Regions from separate parts of the Hordeum vulgare genome. Here region 2 is linked to region 1. Evidence: chromatin contacts called from public Hi-C data. All regions are on one chromosome and are shown on one strand. The core of a region is the stretch at or near the end of the contact, and the rest is flanking DNA. Distances in the headings are between cores, read along the strand shown. Region 1 has its middle 220 kb from the start of LOC123444231. Region 2 has its middle 16 kb from the start of LOC123441852.

The links. A called contact is a pair of places that touch in the nucleus more often than the background predicts.
Region 2: a contact with region 1 is called in a Hi-C map of leaf, with 3 times the contacts expected there. The contact joins two enhancer-like sites. A contact is called at or near these places in 2 of 6 Hi-C or Micro-C datasets (leaf and seedling).

Annotation. Positions count from the first base shown.
Region 1 is chr3H:456,696,400-456,701,834 of MorexV3_pseudomolecules_assembly, reverse strand. No RefSeq gene overlaps it. Among protein-coding and RNA genes, the nearest start is that of LOC123444231, 220 kb to the right of the region's middle. Within about 2 kb of position 3,889, at least 1 of the 3 cell types and tissues checked has open chromatin away from gene starts, as enhancers often do. A contact at or near this core is called in leaf, where this site is marked.
Region 2 is chr3H:457,023,038-457,028,587 of MorexV3_pseudomolecules_assembly, reverse strand. No RefSeq gene overlaps it. Among protein-coding and RNA genes, the nearest start is that of LOC123441852, 16 kb to the left of the region's middle. Within about 2 kb of position 3,462, at least 2 of the 3 cell types and tissues checked have open chromatin away from gene starts, as enhancers often do. A contact at or near this core is called in leaf, where this site is marked.

The DNA of each region.
Region 1 (5,435 bases), core at 2,640-5,139:
CAAAATTTCTCAAACACCATATGATCCTAGTGTGCTTATTTGAAAGTTTAAAGGCACAGCTGTAGATCAATTGAGATTCTCTCAAATTATCGGTTCGCTTATGTACCTAGCTAGCGCAACGAGGCCTGACATCGTGTTCGTTGTGAGCAAACTTAGCCGGTTTGTTGCAAACCCGGACGATGTTCATTGGCATGTTGCTGAAAGAATTATGCGCTACCTGAAAGGTACTGTCAACCACGGACTTCACTATACGGGATACCCATCGGTACTTGAAGGGTATAGTGATGCGAATTGGATCTTTGATGCTAATGAGATGAAGGCCACTACTGGGCATATGTTTACTCTTGGGGGTGGTGTTGTTTCCTGGAAGTCTTGCAAGCAAACGATCTTAACGAGATCGACAATGGAAGCAGAATTAACAGCATTAGACACATCTGGTGTCGAAGCAGAATTTCTTCGAGATCTCTTGATGGACTTACCTGTGGTTGAGAAGCCGGTTCCGGCTATCCTTATGAACTGCGATAATCAAACAGTTATTGTTAAAGTGAAGAGTTCAAAGGATAATATCAAGTCCAACAAACATATAAGAATGAGATTGAAGTCTGTCAGACGTTTGAGAAACTCCGGAGTGCTAGCGTTGGATTACATCCAAACGGCTATATGATCGGAGATCCCGTGAAGTAGGACCTGGGAAAACAAGCCAGTGGTGAACTCAGGAGAGTAACTTTACTAACCCACTCCGTTGGAGATGCAATGCTCTTGGATACTGTATGGTAGGATGACTACTGTCTTAATGTGTTCTAAAGCTTACGTGTAAGCAAGATGCTGTCCTACAGAGCGGTCTTTGGAGGAACACACCTATATGATCTTGACTGTTTGTCACAGTCTATGAGATTTGGGTGATCTCTAGTAAACTCATGAATAGGCCAGGAGTGTGACTAATATGCTCCACCCGAGGGGTCAGCCTTCGACAGTCTAGTACTAGTAAGACTTGTGGTGAAGCTTCTTTACGCCAAACTGACAATTCAAGGCATAGTCCATTGTTCAGTTGTAAAGGGGTGTAGCTACTCGCTCTAGGTGAAGCTCAACCTTAACAGGTCTTCACTAAAATGTTGGTGTATTAAAACAGTGATTAGAACGAGGCAACACGATGTTCCCTTGAGATCTGGTGGGGGATTGTTGAAATTAGTAGTGGGCCTTAGGCCCATAAGAGAATTTCAGAAAATCTTCAAGGGCCCATGTAGGTGGTGGCATGACAAGGTGGTGGTGGGAAGTTTAGTCCCACTCCTCTAGTGGAGAAGAAGTTGGACCCCTTTATAAGGGTCTCTCTTCCAGATGCTATTGGAGAGTGAGAAGAGAAGGTGCCCTCGCGCACTCCTCCTCCGCAGCCCGCCTCGCCACGACGCGCCGCGGGTTGCGGGAATGAGCCGAGCCGAGCTCATACCTACGCGCTTATTTTTGTCGGTCAGGAACGGATAATACGTAACGGACACGGCACGATCCGAGACGTCGGATCGTGGGCTGTTACCGACTCGGACGTGGGTTCGTCCCACGTCTCTCCGCCCAGCCGCCTATATAAGCAGGCTAACGCCTACCCTAGCCGTCACGAGAACCAGATCACATCTGCCTCACGCGTTCGTTCCTTGACTACTGCTGCCGCCGGCGACTCCGTCCCGTTTACCGCGTACACGGTCGACGGGAGAGCAGGCCTCCGAAACCCCGCCTCTCCGGTTCCTGTACGGGAGAGGGGCGATTAGGTTTTTGGGGAGCGATCAGGCGACTGCTCGCCTCCGTCCGTCTGCTTCGTCTACGTCCGCGTCGCCCTCGTCATCGCCATGTCTTCACCATTCGAGCCCAATCGTCTTGCCCTTGAAGCTGAGAAGAAGAGGGCAAAGGATGTTAGTGCTACGGCCGCGTCCAACGCCAACGCTGCTGCTACGGCCAACTAGCCTATTGAAGGGTATAACTCGTTTATCCTCATGTTCGTATTTATCCTAGCAGTACTATTTGCATGCATAGATACATTAACTATATACGTAGTATGTGCTAGGTTAGTTCATGATCAGTATATCATTACTTTAGTCAATGTCATGCTAGTTATTATCTCGTGAATTAATATACTCGGAAAATTGCCTATTTACTCAATAGTGAGTTGGTGAGCGGTATGCTCCTCCTCTCTAGGGGACCTGGAATCGAGTCCCACACAATGGATATCGCAATTGTTATTTTTCTTGGAAAGGTGGCTTATTCTTTTTTTTTACGGGTAAAACACTTCAATACTCACAGCACACCAGGGTTATAATCAGAGGCATTCAGTTCTAAAACCTCTGTAGGACCAGAGCCTAACCAAGTAATAGTCCTAGCTTTAGAGCGAGCAAAGTTTGCTAAAGAATTGCTAACCCTATTCTGTTGCCTATATATATGAGTAATTGAAGTTTCATGGAGGAGCGAAAGAAGCAACAAAGCGTGCGTGCACGAAGCAGCGAGAAAAGAATTCGTGTGATCCTCATCCAACGATAGCGAGATCATAATGCACAGTAAGTAAACTCCTTTACGGTATTTTATTTTCATCTTTTACATGGGTTGATAGTCTAAAATAAAGATGATTGTAGTATCTGTTGGTGTAGAGATAGGGACCTTTTTTTTTTGAAAAAAAGTAGGTTTTGAACTAGGTGAATCGTCTCGTCTCTCAAGAGACGTAAAACATAGCAATGATCAACCCAGGTGAATTATGAAACAAGACCACATGCACGGTGCTTGTGGAATGGATGTGCCCTACTGACGAGTAACGATCGTAGGATCAACGAGCATAAATGACCGAGATTTGCAGCTCGATAGGTGCAATGGACCATGCACCATTAAACCCTTCTTCGCTTTCTGTAGTTCGGACCGTTCCATTTGGTTGGAGTAATAGGCTCAATGATTCTGTCCGTTACGCCAAACCTCCTCGTAGATAGCGTTAACAAAAACCATTAGTTGGTGCAACAAACTAGTGATCCATCGATGGCAAAAATACGTAGAGATGTACTCCTAGTTCTTCCTAACTATAATTATTCAGATACAGGAAAAGTAGTATATATATACAATACTCGTACCTTCTCCATCCATGATTGTAGCAATCCTCGTATTGACGCAGAACCATGCAAGTGGTTTCAAGCAGCAGCCTTCGGAAATTCCACGTTGCTTACCTCCAAGACCCTCCTTAACAAGATTTTCCTCCCCGCAAACAATTTCCATGTTGCAATAGTGTTGTACGCAGCCAGAAATGACCAGGAATTAATTTGTTTATGCATGCCGATGGATCTCACGCACCTAACAACCACCGTACCCCCACTAGCTACAACTACGACGATCAGCCTAGCTGAGCGCGGACAATCAGGGTTGTCGCAGTTTAGTAACCCAAAACATATGCGTCAGAGGAACCAGACAGCGAACTAAGCAGTGCTCAACACTAATGTAATCCATGTACGTACAAGCTAGTAGTACGTAGTAGTCTTAGGTGAGCTACTGATGTCCATGTCTAGCCGCGCTGTTCATTGCACCATTTCTCTCGCCCGAAAATAGACAGCGAACCACCACTTGTGCCTCCTATGCAGCTCGCAAGTGTCATGGAATAATAGATCGGCCGGTTCGCGTCATGCGGTGGTACAGTTTCCCGCGAGATTTTATCCTCAAGCACTGTGTGAACGGCAGTAGCCATGGCTAGCTGGCCGCTCCATCCACCCATGACATGCACATCAACGGAGCTCGGCTTCAGCGCGTACGAAGTACGAACGCCGACCGAGACGTCGCCCGCCGGTGGCGCCGATGGATCGGGTCGACCCGGGCGCGTACGCGTGTGCGCAGCCCAGGCTCTGCGCAGTTGCCATCGGCCGTCTCCCGATCGATCGGTTACGGCGAACCGACTGAGTGCGTGACCAATCGTGGGCGTTTATGGGCTAGCGTTGGCGTCAGGCTCAGGCGCCCACTGATGACCGCTACTGACGGCGCGGAGGAGGCGATGAATCTGCTGGCGCCGGGCGAGATCGAAAACTGCGAATTAAAAACGCAGGGACGACGGATCGGTCTGGGTTGTTCGGGAACTGCAATAATAAATGGTGGACATATATATAATGCAACAAGAAGAGTTGATTACCAACCAAAACAGACTACTTATCGTCTACTATTACAGAGAACGAAAACAACATAGAAGAACCAGTCAAGAGAATCAGATATGGCAATGACAAGGAAAACAACGCGTGCTGAAATTATCATCCATCGCGATCGACTACCTTAACTGCCAGCGGAGCATCATTTATCCATCAGAGTACAAAAGCTGGGTCGGTATCCTGATAGCAAGGCATCTACAGTGTACTGTACGGTCGTACACTCTACAGTAGCAATCTGGTAAAACAGTGCTGACTCGTGCTAAACCAGGCCAAGCATACAACAACACACACAATTGTCTACACTACACACTCTACACGAATCAATTATTTTGCCTGAGTGCTTTGCCGTCAATCTTATTATCTGGACAAACGACAGAATATTTTGCACTAACGGCAAAAACTTACTGTAGGCAAACATTGCCAAAAGCACACGTTAACCTAGCTACGACTGACGATAAAGGATAGTTTGCCGTCATGAGATCTGCCAAGTAACGATAAAGATGGATATTTGTCGTCTGCATTGTGTGAAGCTGACGGCAAAAGTGGTGACATGTGTCCGTTTGACAAACACTAAATGGGTCGGACATTTTACCATGAGTCATCTAACTTGACTCAGGGTAAAGAGCTCTTTTTGCCGTGTGCGTTTTATTACAGATGGCAAATACATACTTTGCCGTCTTTGTTTTAAAAAGAGACGACGAACAAAAAAATATCTTACGGATCCATCAAATGAATCGATGTCATGGCAAGATTTGGTTCGCACATCTCCTACGCACTCATCCCACACCGCGTCGTGTGACTCATCCCACGTTCACGTGCCATGTGACTCTAACCCACCCTACTGCTCTCTCTCTCTCTTCCTTGTCCTGGCCCCCACCCTACACAAACCTTCACCCCACGTTCTCTCTCTTTCCTCTTTCTCCTTTTGATCCACACCTCCAACCGAGCCGCCTCGCCACCACCTCGCAGTTTGGCCGCCACCTCTCTCGTCGACCCTAGCCTCGCTCCCACCACCTCTCTCGCGGCCATGGCCTCACCCCACCACCTCGCCCACCGGCCTAGGACTCGCCCGCACCACCTCGCCAGACGGCCCTGGCCTCGCCCGACATCTTCAGCCCCTCTCATTTTTCGTGCCCGGCGCCGCCTGCCCTTCCCTCTTTGCTGCCGGCTCCAGGCGCTTCCCCCACGCCGGCTCAGCGACCCGTCACCCCAGCCGGTCATCGGACCGGCCCCGCCTCATCCCATGTTGCCCCGCTGGCCGCAGGCCCCAACCCCGTCTGCTATCGC
Region 2 (5,550 bases), core at 2,213-4,712, 330 kb before region 1:
AGCCGCTGGACATGGGCACGACGAAGCCGGACGAGCTCCGTTTAGTATTAGGTTTACATTGCATTTAATAGTATGTATTTAAGGTTTCTAATTTGAGATATTCGGATGTAAAATGCAATATTTAAGGCATAACCGGTTAGTGTCCGCGGACGCGTCGACGGTCGTTTGAGGGACCGGAATTGAAGGGTCTAACTATAGATGCTCTAAGAAAGACCATCCACATGTTCGAAAACGGGCGTTCACCTTGAAAAAAAAAAGTCAACTTTTTAATTAAGTCAACTTTTTTTTATAGGTGAGGTTTGAGTCAACTTGGAAGGGATGGCCCGTTTGAAGTCAGGAGTGGGCCACAACCCAGAAGGTGAGATTGGCCTAACGAAAAACCCTATTTGACGCTCTTTGCGTCAAATAGGCGGGCAGACGCACAAGGGCGCGACCAACTGGGAAGGCCCATTTCCGTATACACGCAGTTCCGGTTTTGGTTCTTTTTTTGTCCTTTTTTTGTGTCGGTTTTTTCGTTTTTTCTTTTCCTATTTTTGTTTCTTTTTTAAAATAATAATTTCTTAAAAGTAAGTTCATGTTTGAAAATTGTTTATAAAATTCCGAAAATGTTTTTTCCCTTATAAAAATGTTCTTAATTGTTAATAATTTCTGTTTTTCAAAAATATTGATAAAATCAAAAAATGTTCGTGATTTGAAAATATGATTGACATTTTCAAACAAATGTTCATGATTTTTCTGAAAAAGTTATTGCTTCAGTATTCATTATTTCCTTCAATTTTGTTCCTTTTTTCCTTTTCCTATTTTTTGTTTTACATTTTCTAATATAGTTTTTTGAATTTCAAAAAATGTTCTCGTGTTCAAAATTTGCTTCACAATATATATTAAAATGTTTGTGCTTCAAAAAATCTTCTTTGTTCCAAAATGTATTCATATTTTCAAAAAGGTTCGTGTTTCAAATATTGCTCTCGTATTCAAAAAACTGCATGATTTTTCAAAAAATGTTCTTCTTGCAAAAATTGGTCACAGTTTTCAAAAAATATTCTTGTTTTCACATTTTAAAAAATGTTCCTATTTTATGGAAAATGTTTCTCTTTTTTCAGCATTTGTTCACAAATTGAAAACTGGTTCAAATTTTGTACTTAAGATTCAAATTTGATCTCAGTTTCAAAATTTGTTCTTCATATTCAAGAAATGTTCATACTTTAAAAAATTGTTCAAGATTTTTCAAAATTGTTCTTGTTTCAAAATTTGTTCTCAAAATTCAAAAAATGGTCGTGCTTTAAAAATTTGTTCGTGCTTCCAAATTGATTAGGAGTTTTTCAAAATTGTTCTCTGTTTTTCAAAATTTTGTTCTTAAGATTCAAATAATGTTCGTGCTTTAAAATTTTGTTCATGCTTCCAAATTTGTTAGGGATTTTTCAAAGTTGTTCTTTGTTTCAAAATTTTGTTCTCAAGATTCAAAAAATGTTCGTGCTTTAAAAAATTATTCACGCTTCCAAATTTGTTCAAGATTTTTCGTAATTGTTCTCAATCTTAAAATTTGTTCTCAAAATTCAAAAAATGTTCGTACTTTGAAAATTTGTTCCCGTTTTCAAATTTATCCAGGGTTTTTCAAAATTATTCTCCTTTTCAAAATTTTGTTCTCAAGATTCAAAAAATATTTGTGTTTTAGAAAATTGTCCGCGCTTCCAAATTTGTTCATGTTTTTCCAAAATTGTTCTCGATTTCAATTGTTTTTCTCAAAATTCATAAAATGTTTATGCTTTAAAAATTTATTCGCGCTTTCAAATTTGTTCAAGATTTTTCGAAATTGTTCTCCTTTTCAAAATTTTATTCTCGATATTCAAAATATATTCGTGGTTTAGAAAACTGTCCGCACTTCCAAAGTTGTTCGTGATTTGAAAAAAAATCTGCCTATTTTTGTTCTCTATTTTTTTTTCATGTTTTCAAAAAATGATTGAGAAATTCAACGTTTGTTCGTTTTGATATAAAAATAAAAAAGGAAAATCGTAAGAAAAATGAGACAAATAAGGAAAAAAAGAAATAAACACAACAAAAAAAAGAGGGGAAGAAAGAAACTATCCGATTTTGTTAGACGAAAAAAAAGATGGGTTGGCCCAGTTGGATGCCTCCCTGTGCTTGGGAGCGGCTGGTAGGAGTTCCCCGGCACCTACCTCGCCGTCTCCGCATTCCTCTATCCAAAATCTCCTCTCTCTCCCTCTCGCCGGCGACGAAGATGCACGCGATCGTCGCCTTGAGATGGAAGTTGGTGTGTTCAAGTGCTTGCCCCATTTCATATACACGTACAGTTTGCCTGTTCTTGATATGGCACAACATTAAATGTGCTGACGGCTGGCCATCTGCTAGTGATGACACACAGGTACAACAAGGGGCAGAGCCAGGATTTAAGCATGGGGGGGGGGGGGGCGATTTTTTTATTACATGACCCTAAACCACAACAGTATATCAAGTGCTAATATCATTCATATAATAAAGTTTGCCAATGGATAAATCTTAATTTATATAAATTTGCAGTTTGCTAAGCACATGAGCCATGCTCTCTATGACAACGTATGTTTGTCTAGAAGGGTTTTTCATTAGTATATATATGTATTTCTCCGTTCTAAAATAAGTGTCTCGACTTTAGTATAATTTTATACTAAAATTAATACGATTGAGTCTTACTACTATAAATTAGTATATATATGGAGTATAAAACTATAAATCAATGAATGTATTACTGTTGGTTGTTCTCTTAATCTTCGAGGCATAACATAATTAGAAAAAGACGCATCAAATTAGTACGATTCAATTGCTCCAAATACTACTCCCTCCATTCCTAAATAAGCCTTTTAAGAGATTTTACTAGGAGTCTACATACGGAGTAAAATGAATGAATCTACACTCTAAACTATGTCTATATACATCCGTATGTACTCTATTAATGAAATCTCTAGAAAGACTTATATTTAGGAACGGAGGGAGTACTAGGTTGTATAAACTGGTGTCACATAACAATTGGGTCTTTCATTGGATAATCTGGTCGTACGAGATAATACCTATTTGTCTTGCAAAAAAAAAAAAGAGATAATACCTACTCCGTATTTGATCAATGTTGTGGGGGTCGTAGAACCGGTTGCTAGCCAGCCGACCGTCCGTCGGGATCAACAACGTGGAAGGAGAGAGGGGCGAACCGCTAGCACCGGCTGCATGGCGTTCATTGTCCCGGTCAGATCTCTTGGCTCCTGTTGATGGCGTGTGTGCGAGATCGGCGGCCGGCGGTAGACGCCCCATACAGAGGAGCGAAATCTTTCTAGGGTTGGAGAGAGGAGTTCGGTATACATGAAAGGCAGGAGTGTCTTATTAAAATTATAGAGATGGACTGTTTATCTTTGTGGGCTTCTTTGCCATACGTACACGCATGCCGTAGCGGCATTTCCTATTCAGCGCTGCAAGCGCCAGTTAACATGCATTTTGTTAACGGGCGCCTGCAGCGTCTTTAACGGGCCGGCCCATATAAAAGGAGGGTGACGAACTTTTTTTGACAAATTCTATGAACATTTTTGAATGCTGATGAACTATTTTAAAATTTGACGTACATTTTATAAAATTGATGAACATTTTCTAAAATTGATGAACTTTTTTAGTTCAATGATTTTTTTTTAAATACATGAACTTTTTTTTCAGTTCAATATTTTTTTTGAATTTCGATGAACTTTTTTCAAGTTTAATGAACTTTTTATAAATTTAATGAACTTTTATAAAATTGAATGAACTAATCTTTCAATTCATTGAATTTTTTAAAAATTTATGAACCACTTTTAAAGAAATGAACTTCTTTTGAGATGGATGAACTTTTTAGTTAAATCTGTAAAAACAATTTGTTTTCATATTTTATTTTTGTCAAAAATAGAAAATCGGGTTGTTTTTCTCACTGTATTTACAGAAAAAAACAGAACAAAAAAAATTAGGCAGATCGTTAAACGGGGCTTGCAGCGCTGAATAGGAGTTCCCGCCCGTAGCTGCTACAGGCCGATGCGTTTTCCTTTTTTACTTCTGATTGGTTTGAGCATTCGGTCAAATCCATTGGGACCAATAGATTGAATTTCAATGGCCACCGTCTCTCCATTCTTATTCTTCTTGTAAATAGGCAATAATAAAAAATAAAAACAAGATAAAAAAATAAAGTTTTCTAAAAAAGTACTATAATGAATTACTCGCATTGGTATTATTTTTATAAATAAAATAAAAAAGTACCTAGAACAAATTATTAACAAAACTTGCACATTTTTAAAATACGAGATTGCTATTTTCCATATATTCGGTATTTACCGACACATCCGCACGACCTCGCGATCGCTCAATCTGTTTCTCTTGTGTGATCCCCGATTTGTTTTGGGACTAATTTTTATTTACTTCTACTGAAAACCGTAGTATGTCCGGTCTATTTTCTTCTTCGTTTTCTCATATAAAAATTGGTGCACACAAGACGATTCAATCCTTATACCTCTCATGAGGTAACTCAACTAGCCAACCAGCTCATCTATGTTCCTTTTTTCTTGACAAAGCGAAATCAAATAGGCTATTTAACTGGTCCCCTCTTCTTTGTGTGCACAAAAGTTAACGCAATGTCTAATCTTTTCCGCATTTAAGTAGACTGTTTTTTACCAACTCATCTAGAGTTGATGACACCGTGGTAATTTTGGTGACCATGGGGATACATCCCGGCAGTTTTGTGTGAATATCAGGGTAACTCGCATATCACAGACCTGATAACTTATATAACCCAGTCTTGATAACTATGGCATGAAGGTGGGGTTGATGAAATATCCACCGGTAACTTTGATATGAATAGCATGGTAACTCATACATCGGTAACCTGATAACTTATGCAGCCCGACCCTGCTAACTTTGACGAAGAGAGGTGATGAAATATACACCCGATAATTTTTATGTGAATATCACAGGAACTCACACATCAGTGATAACTTATGTACCTCGGTCTTGGTCAATTTGGCGGCCCGATGGAGGGAGGCACGTTGATGAAATATCATCGGTTAAGTTTTGTGTGAATAGATTGATACCTCACACATCACATACCTGATAATTTTTGGGAGAAAAAGATGTTGGAACAAATCTTAATGCTAGTAGTTTCCATACTTGTAGTTTTATAGCCTAAAAAATCATGCTAAAGCTAAGAATTGAAGTCAAGAATTCACTATTTAGATCTTAACACACTAACCAACTCACCCACTACATGCCTCCTCACAAGTTCAAGTAAACACTACTAGGAGAAAGCTTAGTACTAGCGCTGGTTTTACCCTTAGCATTAGTGTTGAGGGCAGCGCTACTACTAACGTGCTACAACTAACATGTTAGTAGTAGCACTAGAATTAAAGCGCTACGGGTACCTACGTTAGCACTAGCACCGGAATAAATAAAAGTGCTACTACTAAGACAACGCTATTGCTAATATTCCAGCGCTACTGCTAATATTCCTGCTTTCAATATTTAATTCCCGTCGTATTTATGCCCCCTCTACGTATTTGT